Regions from separate parts of the Rattus norvegicus genome. Here regions 1 and 2 are each linked to region 3. A link is a contact called in public Hi-C data. All regions are on one chromosome and are shown on one strand. The core of a region is the stretch at or near the end of the contact, and the rest is flanking DNA. Distances in the headings are between cores, read along the strand shown.

Region 1 (3,992 bases), core at 900-3,399, 62 kb before region 3:
TGTAAACTCTGTTATCTTACTTTTATCTCTTTTATCTTTTCTTTTATTAGATATTTTCTTTATTTACATTTCAAATGTTATCCCCTTTCCTGGTTTCCCCTCAAGAAACCCCCTTTCCCATTCCCTCTCCCCCTGCTCCTAAGAGGGTGCTCTCCCACCCACCCACTCCTTCCTACCTCCCTGCTCTGGCATTCCCCTACACTGGGGCATCGAGCCTTCACAAGACCAAGGGCCTCCACTCCCACTGATGCCCAACAAGGCCATCCTCTGCTACATATGCAGCTGGAGACATGGGTCTGTCTATCTTTGGTTGGCGGTTTAGTCCCTGGGATCTCTGTGCGGGTCTGGATGGTTGATATTTTGTTCTTCCTATGGGGTTGCAACCCCTTCAGCTCCTTCATATCTCTAACTGCTCCATTGGGGAACCCTGCTTAGTCCAATGGTTGGCTGCAAGCATCCAGCTCTGTATTTGTCAGGCTCTGCCAGAGCCTCTCAGGAGACAGCTATATCAGGCCCCTGTCAGCATGCACTTCTTGGCACCTGCAATAGTGACTGGATTTGGTGACTGTATATGGGATGGATCCCAAATCCTAAGAAAACTATTTCCTATTCTAATACGGAATTTTAAAAATGTTCTGAGTTTATATGTATATAGATATAAACAAAGATCAGGTGTCATTACAACCAAAGCCCTAGAAACTAACAACCGAAGCCCTAGAAACTTTAGACTAAGTTCCCTATGACAACTTTAGTTTTGCCCAGATATGCCCAGTGCCCGTGGAAGCCAGAGAGGGATTCAGATCCCCCAAGACTGGTGTTACAGATAACTGTAAGGCAACATATAGGTGCTGAGAATCAAACCTGGGTCCTCTAGAAACCCCTATCCCATCCCCTCTCCCCCTGCTAGGAACCAGGGCTCCTAACTGCTGAGACGTGTATTCAGCCTTTTTAAAACCTTATTGATCTCAATTATTTTAATGTTGTTCAGTTGGCAATTGTATTTTACTTAGAGGAAAACAAGATAATATTATTTAAACTTACAAAATGTGGCTCACTGATGTGCACTGATTTTCTAAAACTGTTTTTATTTAAATCAGAACAGGCATGTAATTAGTAAGGAAAAGCTATAATAAATGGAAATTTATGGAATGTAATCTAAGATATATAAATATATTATAAGTATCCAATCTTCAGAGATCAGGAGTAAGAAACAGCACATCTCTAAAACTACAAGGAGACACTGAGGTAATTATCTATTTTTACAAACAATATAAAGCCAAGAGAGGTGCTTCATGCCTATGATCACAGCACTTGGGAAGTTAAGGTGAAAAGACTGCTTTACCCGGGCCACTTAGTGAGTTCTAGACCAGCTTGGGCTACAAAGTAAGAGTCTGTCTCCAAACAAACACTGACAAAAGATGACAAGGACGGAAAAGGCGTATCCACTGCTCGCGTGCGCGCACATACACAACTGTATGTGAGCCAGGGTCTGATAAGAAGTCGGAGATATCGGGCAGTGACAGCATACACCTTCAATTCCAGAACTCAGGATATAGAGGCAGGTAATCTCTGAGCTGGAGACCAGCCTTGTCTACAAAGCAAGTCCAAGACAGCTAGCACTACACAGAGAACCCAGTCTCAAACAAACAAACAAACTAGGAGAGAGAAAAAAACCAAATACTTAATTTTTGAAATAGTTGCTCTTCCTCTGTTACCAGCTAAGCCTTCTACACCTTAAGGCTCATTTTCATGTTCACACTCAACTAAGGATACTAACCAAGGACAAATGTTCACACCAAGGGCGCTACAGCCGAGCTTTTGCCTTTTCTCAAGTCTGTCTCAGGCCTCAGCAATCCTAAACATGGATGTTTAACCTATCAGCCTCCCCCGCTTTGTTTTAATTATTTCTTCTTCATAGCTATTTCTTTCAACTAAGTAATACTGTCTAAACTTACTCAGTAAATATGGGGAAACAAAATATAAAATAGTCTATAGTCTCAAGAAACATAAACCTAATCGGGTGAAACATGGCTTGTGTCGCATAAGATCACAGAACAAAGCAGAGAGCTGACCCCGAGGTTGGGGTAGGCGGCTCTGCTTACAGTCTCGGCTCGGCCACAATAGCAGAGTGTGCATGGTTAGCAAAGCAGGAATCAGCGCAGCGGATGGCAGAGAAAGGCTCTCCTTACAAACTAATCTCCTAACCAAAGGCACTAAGCAAAAGGGCTGTGGTTACTCATGAAGGAATGGCTATTTCTACACAGAGGAACTGAAGTACAGACCTTTTTGAGCATCTTGTTCTGTTTGTGGAAGAACTCTACTTTGATGTCACCACACACAGGCAATGGCTGAGGGAACTCAAAGTACATGAGCTTGTCCTCCCGCCGCGTGGGTCCTGAGTTGGAGGAGTAGATCTTCACCTTTAGCTGGCAGACCACAAACTGGGGATCTACATGGGTACATACAGACGGTCACTCCACAAGAAATGTCTTCAACACACAAATTATCACAAACTGTTTTAATGATAAAGTATCAGAAATATACACAAAATTCTTCACACTGACTGCTTATCTAAAACAAATCAGTAGAAATAAAATAAGTAAAATAAAATCCAAGTAAGGACCTCTTCAACTTGAACCCTTAATAAAGTTCTATTACACATATGAAAATCAATTGCTACTTCATAAACAGTAATTCCAAGACTACACTCTAGCAACATATTAATATCAAAGCTTTACATTAACATAACGCAAAAGACTCATCACAACTTACTTTAGGCATAAAATAAACAATTTCCTGGGACTTTTGTGAACTGCATAAAGATGAAAAATATTAATAAGCTCTATAAGCCTAAGCCTTTATACTATAGAAATATAAAATACTGACCATCACTCTTTTCACCTCCAGTCTACAAGTTTCTGTGTGTTTGGTTGGTTTGGTTTTGGTTTTTTAAGACAGGGTTTTTCTGCTTAGCCCTGGCTGTCCTGGAACTAGTCAGGCTGGCCTCCAACTCATGGAGATCTCCCTGCCTCTGCCTCACAAGTGCCGGCACTTTTAAAAGCACGTGCCACTGCCACCTAGCCCCACATAGTTTTTAACATTATTTTTTTAATTCCTTGAGAATTTCAGATTAAGCATTCAGTGAATTTTGATCCAATTCACTTCCTACTTCTCCCTCTAACTCTTCCTGGATACACCCCCCCCCCTCAGTTTCCCCCTCAACTTCATGGCCTCTGTGGTTTTGCTTTTTGAGAAACCCGCTGAGCCTAATGTGTGCCGCCCATATGCACATGGGTGTAAGAGCCCACATTTACAAAGTCACAATCATGAGAAATAGAACGAAATACCGGAGATGTCTACAGGAAATGCAGCAGGCACCAAGGGAAAACTACAACAGAAACTTTTTTCTCTCTTAAACACTGCTCTCATCAACAATTATTTGGTTGCAATCTAGGTCTGTTTTAAAATTACTGTTTAAGTATAGTTTCACAAACATCATCATGATTTTGATTAGCAAGTCAACCAAAAGATGGTTAAAGATGTGGCAATGAAAAGAAGTTTTATTTCTAAAATGTATTCAAAATCACTTATAGCTAGAGAAAAACAGGAGACCAGTAAGTAGGTTAAAAGGGTGTGGGGCCCTTGCCAGATAGATGTCTTCTATAAACATGGGCTGGGGGATCCCCACAGAAAAGACTTACTCCCCCAAATAAATATTTTTCTCAAAAACAAACGAATGAACAAACAAAAACCTAAAGGGTGTGTGTGTGTGTGTGTGTGTGTGTGTGTGTGTGTGTGTTATTTCTTTGAAGATAAAAAGTGGATTGTTATCAATGTGAACCAAGACTCAGACAATGTGCAAAGCAAGCCAATCTAAGTCATAAAAACATAATGGTTTATACATTTAGCATATAAAGGCCCTACTGCAGCATCTCATGTAAAATAAGGTCCTCTGTAAGAGAATAAGGGGTTCATGGATTTACAATTCTGAC
Region 2 (3,804 bases), core at 1,224-3,723, 36 kb before region 3:
ACAAAAACTACAGCCCATTGGACCAGACCTGAGGTAAATCGACTTTTGACTTGTGTACACACACACACACACACACACACACACACACACACACACACATCTTTTTATTTTATTGCTAAATAATCTTGTATGTGCTTCCCTAGCAATGAGACAGGAAGAACAAAACTGACACATCCACAAAAAAGGACGTTTATATTCTCTTTTCTCCCTCTTCTTAGTTTTCTCTGAGTCAGGATCTCATATACCCAAGACTGGCTTTGAGCCCCCTCCCTTCTTCCACCTCCAAGTGCTTGAACTCCAAACACAGGTTGGGCGTGGTCTTCTGAGCAGTACAGTGGTGAAGAGCCCATGGTGGAGCAGTCAGAAATCATGGATCCACTCAGGAAATGAGGGGAAGCTCATACCCTCAGAAACTGGTCATGACAGTTTACCAGAATACAAACATTGGTTTCCTACACGTCAGTTTTCTTAATTTGCCACATTTTCTGGTTGTCTTGTTTGGGGTCTAGGGTCAGGGAGAACAAACTGCCTAGCACAGGTGAGGTGAGGTGAAGTGGGGGTGGGGGGGAGGGAGAGGAGAGGAGAGGAGAGGAGAGGGGAGGGGAGGAGAGAAGAGAAGAAGAGAGGGGAGGGGAGGGGAGGAGGGGAGGAGAGGGGAGGGGAGGGGAGAGGAGAGGGGAGGGGAGGGGAGGAGGGGAGAGGAGGGGAGGAGGGGAGAGGAGGGGAGGAGAGGGGAGGGGAAGGGGGAGGGGAGGGGAGAGGGGAGGGGAAGGGAGGGAAGGAGGGGAGGGGAGGGGAGGAGGGGAGAGGAGAAGAGGGGAGAGGAGAGGGAGGGGAGGGGAGGAGGGGAGAGGGGAAGGGAGAGAAGAGGAGAGGAGAGGGGAGGGGAGGGGAGGAGGGGAGAGGAGAGGAGAGGAGGGGAGAGGGGAGGGGGGAGAGGAGAGGAGGGGAGAGGAGAGGGGAGGGGAGGGAAGGGAAGGGGAGGGGAGAGGGGAGGGGAGGGGAGAGGGGAGGGGAGGGGAGGGGAGGGGAGGGGAGAGGGGAGGGGAGGAGAGGACCCCAACCCAGAGAAAGATGGAGAGAACAGTGTCAAAAGTTTGGTTTAAAGAGCACTGCTGTCACGTATCAGCTGAGGTGGTGACATGTGAACATGCCATATTCCATGTTAGTATGTCCACATACTAAAAATGGACGGCAGCAAATGACCATGTGGATTTCAATTTTTCCTTACAATTAAAACTCAAACCACCTTTTCTTGTCCTTACCTTAAATTGGCTTAAATAAAAAGAGAAATAAGAAAGAAAGGAAAGAAGAAAGAAAGAAAGAAGGAAGAAAGAAAGGAAGGAAGGAAGGAGGGAAGGAAGGAAGGAGGGAAGGAGGGAAGGAGGGAAGGAAGAACAAGGAAGGAGGGAAGGAGGGAAGGAAGGAGGGAAGGAAGGAGGGAGGGAAGGAGGGAAGGAGGGAAGGAGGGAAGGAGAGGGAGGAGAGGAAGGAAGGAAGGAGGGAAGGAGAGGTTTCCTAAGGTGGCAACAGAAAGCAAGGAGAGGAGTGAGCTCAGAAAGACAAGTTCACAGACAACTGAAGCTCTCTTCTTCACTCTACAGTGGTTTACAGAGGAAATCTTAACAGATAAAAATAACTTGGCTAAATGTTTGCCAACTACGTCAAATATTCAGTAAAAAATTTTAAATCTTGTATTCTCTGAACATGGAGCAATAAAAAATGTAAAAAAAAAACACTCATACAAAACTGATTAACTATGTTTCCCTTTCTCAAAATAACTGATTATTTTGCTATCAAAAGATAAGCAGTGATTATCAGAGAGCTTACATTGACAGTTCTTCATATACAACACGGCTACCGTAAAAGGTTTCACAAGCTACAAATTATGCAGATGTTCAGTGAAAAATACTTTAGGATCTTCAGAGGTCTACATTTTTCGAGAAAAAAAAATACATACTAAGTGTAATCCCTATCATAAAACAAAAAGAAAAACATCTGCTGTTGCCAGTCTTTGATGCCCTAAATCAGATACATAGTAGCCAAGGGGAGAGGGAGTACTCAGATTAAAACACCCAATTTTGCAGGTGTTTAAACTTTTGAAGTAAATAAAACAAAGAACTAACAAGCAAACACATAAAAGGGACTCCCGGTGCAAACAGTGGGTAGTCTGTTAGGATGCCCCTACCTGTCTTTGGCCACCTCATTTAACTTCCTAGGCCTAATTCCCTGTCTGTAAGATGAGAAGTCACTGCTAAACCACCCTTCAGGACTTTGCCAGTCTGAAAGCCTCGTTCCACATGACAAGGGAGTAAATTCATAAGCACTAACGGTTGCTCTCAACTAATAAAGAAATAGTTCATTAAACTGGGAATCAAAAGCTTAGAAACTCAAGTTCCTAGCCCACCCAGTGCCAGCTCTAACTACACTAACATACAACAAAGGAGATGGCATAAGCCAAATCCCTAAATTCTAGGAGCAGGAAGTCACTACACACAGGAATGAAAAGAATTTCCTCCCTGCGCTTTGGATATGTTAAACAGGCATAAAATTCCCACTTAGGCAGAAAGTGCCTTCTAATGTCTTTCTACTTCCCTACTGGGACCTCTCTAAATCCCCAATCCTGACAGTGTGAGTCCAAAATGATTCATTTAATCAATTCCAGCTTTCAACAATTCTTGTCCTTTTTCAGTCAGCTTCTGAATGCAGCTGTTCAAAACAGTTTTGTGGTTCTCCTATCCACCTTTTATTACCATAACCCCACCTAAGCCAGCACACACGACCACCCGTGCAAAATGACTTATCTGCCATATTTCAAATACCATTATGCTATCAATCTCCTGACTTGCCATGGCCCATCCTCCCAGGTCTAATAGATAATCCCTATTGATTAGTAGAAAAGCCACAGAAATATTTCACAATCTTTAAATTGATGTTTGCAAAAATCCTAAAACTGAAAGAAATAAAACAGAAAGTCTTGTTAGTCTCATAGGTATATAACAGGCAAGGGAGAGAAGAAGGTATCAGAAGTTAATCACAGTCCCCACATCTGGTCCTTTATAAAAGCTTCCTGTGGGACCCCAGTTACTATATCCATTGTTCTTGCCTAACTTTCACATGAAGCTATAGGCTACGAGGACTGGAACTAGCCTTGTGAGCACTCTATCTGCCTATTTCACCATGGCTGCACCTTTCTGAATCTGAAGTCAACAAGAGAAATAATATTACTAACTACTGCACATGAATACTTTGAAGTCTCATCAAAACAGAAATATCACTAAAAACTGAAAGAAAAAAAAGCAACATCTAGCACTCTAACAAGACACAGAAAATCCTCCATCCTTCTAGGTAACAATTCAAATAACCACTGGAAACAGAACAGAGAACACTTTTGCTTATATTTAATGAAGTCTACAGAAAATGACTAATTGTTATTCTACCATTGCATAAAATTCTGTTATATAATTCATAGACATAGAAAATAAAAGGACCTAATAGAAAAATGGTAATTTATGTCTTTTAAAATTAAAAAAATAATGCTCAGTATTTGGGGAAAATAAAAATGGTATTCAAAGAAAAAAAGTGTTTAATGATTTGTTTTCCTTTCTCATTTTCACATTGCTACTCTAAAAGTCAAAAAAAAAACCAAACAAACAAAAAAAAACAAAACAAAGGTTTCAAAATAGGTCAGTAAGTTCTAATGGACAATCCCTAAAATTCTACACTAGATAACTAAATAATGCTGCAAAACTTACTTAGGTTATACACAGAAAATATTCAAATACTATTTCAGTAAATTGATCA
Region 3 (3,978 bases), core at 1,340-3,839:
GCTATGCTTTTTACACCATTAACGCAATCCATCAAACCTCTTCCAAGTGAAAATTTTTCTTCAATAAATAAAGTGTCCCATAATGCTATTAGCCGGACATGTATAGACAAGTTGCTGCTGTCCTTCTATCTTATGAAAATATCTACTAATAGTAACTAAGAAATACCTTTTGCAAAGAATATCTTATTACTGATTACGCAATTACATAATTTTAACTAAATACTTACTGTTCACTTCAATGCTTGTCACATAACAAAATTTTGGGTTGTAACAAAAGGCCCAATCATTTAAAGGCTGTTTCTTCAGACCTGCAACTTGTGTTTTCACACACCTGACACACTGGCCTCCCAAAACCTCTCAATTTCTGTCAATACTTCCCACTCTGCAAAAGAGGAGGCCTCTCTTTCCTACCCCTGCCATACCTGAAACTGCAACGGTAAATGCTTTAAACCACGAACTTTTGAAGTACAAAGACCTAACTTTTAGACGATCACGACTCTACGCCGTTAAAATTCTTGGGTTTCTCTTATTCAACAAGCTGACTCAGTAAATTACTGTATGCAGAGAGCTAGCATACCTACAGTCTGGAGATGGTGATCCATTCTTGCCAGTATGTCTGGCTATTAGCTGGCTAAATTATATTTGATGTTCTACACAAAACAGGGTAAAACACACAGATAAGTCAACGGGTCAGAGCACCTGAAACCAAAAAAAAAAAAAAAAAAAAAGCAGCAAATTCATGCTACTCCTTAAATCTCACGTGAGAGCTGAGTTTAACCTCTGCAGTCATTTGCCATACAGACACAGCATCCCTAAACTCCCACAGACACCATCATCTGGGATCAAAAACTACTCCATCTCCATTCTATCATGTATGGCAAGGCCAAGTGAATGAACATACTACTGAAATGCAAATTTCATATCCTATCCCACGCCCCATCAGGAAAGTCTAATTTAAAAAAGTTCTATTAAAAGCTCCAATAATACTATTGATTTCAAACTACAAAACTTCTAAATGCAGCTCCAAAGTTGTAATTACCTCAGTTTAAACACACAAACCTACTTCTACCCTCAAATGTGCACGGTCTAGGCTGAAGATGACCATGCTTATAAAGTTATGCAAATCAGTCCACAAGTCACATTTTAGAAAAATCTTCCAATGCAACCCAGGAAACTAAAAAAAAAAAAAAAATCACTGCAAGATTCTGAGGCAATATGCCTACGTGCTGCACGGACTTTCATTTTAATCTGATCTATACCCTAGATCTAGGGCCTAAGTCACGATCTAATCGAAATATGCACGACACCACAGCGTCTATTTTTTTTAGTTCATTTAGAAGGCTCGATTGACGAGCCGACTAATCCAGTGTACAGTACTCTGCATTAACGGACAATAGATTTTAAGAACAAACCACAGAGCTCGACAAGAAACCAATCCGTGCCTTGACACTTGCAAGCAGGCATGAGTTCCGTCTAGCCGAACACTCCCTAGGTTGAATACACTGGAAGAGACAGAAAATACACGATCTAGAAACGCGACCAGTATTAAACGTTATAGTCACCCCAACTACAGAAAATTTTCGCATCCGTCTACTCCCACGTTATCAGAGTGACAGAAAAGCAAAGAGGAACAGCCGCAGAAATGGATACAGGTCAAGTCTAAGTCGAATCCATCCTCTTGATATCTCCTTTTGTTTCTGCTAACGATCTCTTTGATGATGGCTGTCATGTCTGGGAGCCTGTGGCTGAAGAAAAAGGAGGAGAGAGATGGCAGAAGCTGCTGGTGGCGAGGCTTCTTCTGCAGGATGGAAATGGCTCTGGACTTGGCGGTCGCTGATGCCCCTCGCTCTGCTGCCGCTTGGCCCTGGACCGCAGCCGGGTAATGGCTGCTGCGGCGGCTGCTGGATGGTTGCAGCGACTGGGCCTGCTTCTCCTCAGCAGCCAGAGGCCTGGCAGCCGAAGCAGCGGAATGGGGAGAAGACGGATAATCCTCGCAGCGGCTGCCTCCTCCGGCGGCCTCCGGAGCCCGGGCCAGGGGGGGTGCGGCGGCGGCGGACGGGAGGCTTAACACCGGCCCGGGTCCCTGGACGTGCCGCCGCCGCCGCCGCCGTGTTGGAGGCAGGAGAAGGGGAGAGAGCAACTCTCCGGCGTTCCCAGCCCTGGCAATGGTGACAGGCGACTCCGACCCCCTCCCCGGAGCCGCGGCCGCCGCCGCCGCTTCTCCCCCCCGCTCCAGGAGCGGGAGGTGCAGCCGCCGAGCCTGCGCCGGCTCCCGCCCGAGCCCACGGCTTCCACCGTCTCTTTCCGAAGCTGCTCAGAGGCTGCCCGGTTAGAACAGACGACGAGGAGGCGAGGCCCGCCGCCGCTGCCGCCGCCGCCGCCCGGCCGGCTCCCCGAGGGCGCTGCCCCCGCGGCTGCTCACAGGCGCTGAGAGGGGCTCTGGGCCGCGGCCGCCGCCGTCTCTCATCTCCCTCGCCTGCGCCGGGCCTGGCCTCACAGCGGCTCAACTCTCAAACTTCCATCATGGCTGCAGCTTCCGAGAGGAGAGAGCTGAGCGCAGCCGCGTCCCGACGCCCAAGCGCATATCCTGCCGCAGTGCACAAAGAGTCCCGCCACATCACCGTGCGCCGGCCAGCCCGCCCCCTCCGCCACCCAGCCGGGAGAGCCGGGCGCCTCCGAAGCCGGAGGGAGGCGAGAGGCGGGCGCCGAGCCGGGGGAGGGGCGGGGCGGGGAGGGGCGGGGCGTCGGTGGGACAGGGGCGGGGAGCGCCGCGGAGCATGCCCAGTGTGGCCGCGGCTCGCTCCTGGAGCTACGCCGGCTTCGGCCTCAGCGCAGAGACCCGGCAAAGGGTAGGGCAGGTTGTGGCCGAGCGAGGGTGCGCGGAGCAGGATCGCTGACCGCTCACAGGTGGATCGGACTAGCTGACCGCGTTGGTCAGCACCCTAGGAACCTCAGGGCCAGGTTCACCCTTCCTGCGTAGGTCCCTGTGTTTCTTTCGAGCGGCTTGCACGCCCTGCCCTGCGCTGTGGTCAGATTGCAGTGCTTCCTAGGATTTGTCGGCGGCAAGTCTTTACCTAGACAGCGCACCTCACCCCCACGGTGTCCTCAAGGTGTCAGTCTTTGCACAAAGAACAACCCCCTATTGTGTCTCCCGCGTGGGTCACCTCATCGGGCTCCGGTTCCCTGCCCCGCCTCTTGCTTCCCAGGCAGCTGGGTTCATTTGCCCGAAAGATGAACGCTCCCAGCCAAGCATGATGATTGTGCATACGGGGCGTGTACATTGACATCTGCCCCTGAGTTTCCAGGGCCCAAAGGACACCCCTGGGTAGACAAAGTGGATCTCCGTGAATAGAGTGCACCTCACACACACCCCTCCACCTCCCGGCGAAGAGCCCCGCAGCTCCCCGCAGCGGTAGGTCCACCGGATCACAGTCAGGCTCCATCTTCTAGGAGATAAGCCGCCCCTCCCCCTTCGTGGCCGCTAAGAAAACCCGGCAGAATTGGATCGCGGTGGCCAAGTTCTGACCCTGTCGGACGGTGCACGTTCGAGGACCCGGTTACTGAGCCCGGGTGTGGAGTATGGGACGGTCGGAAGCTGCAGCCAGCGAGTGGGCGGGGCGAGCAGGCCTGGGAGGGCTCAAAGGCTAGGTGGAAGGATACATGAGCCGCAGTCGGAACTACTTTCAGGAGGAGGTCACGTGTGGTCCTAGTTGGGGAACTTTCCAAATTCCCATTCCCCTATCTGTGTGCTCCTGAGGCAGGAGCTTGGTCCCCTCTTCTCTATTAGATGATCTTCCGGGACCCCATGCCCCGTGTAGGCAGCTGAACCCCTCTCTTCGGAGTCAGAGCGGAGAATAGCACCCACGAGCGGTCCGCAGGAGCGCTGTCGGGGCCAAGCGCCTGGGGAGCTGGTTACACAAGCAGCCACATCCAAGCACGTGCCCCCGCCACCCCTCTCTGCTGGCCGCCGCCGGTTTG

What was found. A called contact is a pair of places that touch in the nucleus more often than the background predicts.
Region 1: a Hi-C map of Schwann cells shows a contact between it and region 3, with 3 times the contacts expected there. The contact joins the enhancer-like site here to the promoter of Pten in region 3. A contact is called at or near these places in 4 of 12 Hi-C or Micro-C datasets (the Rat2 cell line, Schwann cells, kidney and 1 more).
Region 2: a Hi-C map of the A7r5 cell line shows a contact between it and region 3, with 13 times the contacts expected there. The contact joins the enhancer-like site here to the promoter of Pten in region 3.

The regions. Positions count from the first base shown.
Region 1 is chr1:240,103,493-240,107,484 of GRCr8, reverse strand. It overlaps Pten (phosphatase and tensin homolog), which reads right to left. Exons shown (of 9, transcript NM_031606.2): 7 at 2,283-2,449. Among named protein-coding and RNA genes, the nearest start is that of Pten, 62 kb to the right of the region's middle. Within about 2 kb of position 2,149, at least 1 of the 93 cell types and tissues checked has an H3K27ac peak or open chromatin away from gene starts, as enhancers often do. A contact at or near this core is called in Schwann cells, where this site is marked.
Region 2 is chr1:240,078,685-240,082,488 of GRCr8, reverse strand. The region is part of intron 3 of Pten (phosphatase and tensin homolog); the gene reads right to left. Among named protein-coding and RNA genes, the nearest start is that of Pten, 37 kb to the right of the region's middle. Within about 2 kb of position 2,473, at least 15 of the 93 cell types and tissues checked have an H3K27ac peak or open chromatin away from gene starts, as enhancers often do. A contact at or near this core is called in the A7r5 cell line, where this site is marked.
Region 3 is chr1:240,042,318-240,046,295 of GRCr8, reverse strand. It overlaps Pten (phosphatase and tensin homolog), which reads right to left and starts at 2,589. Exons shown (of 9, transcript NM_031606.2): 1 at 1,651-2,589. The coding sequence starts at 1,729.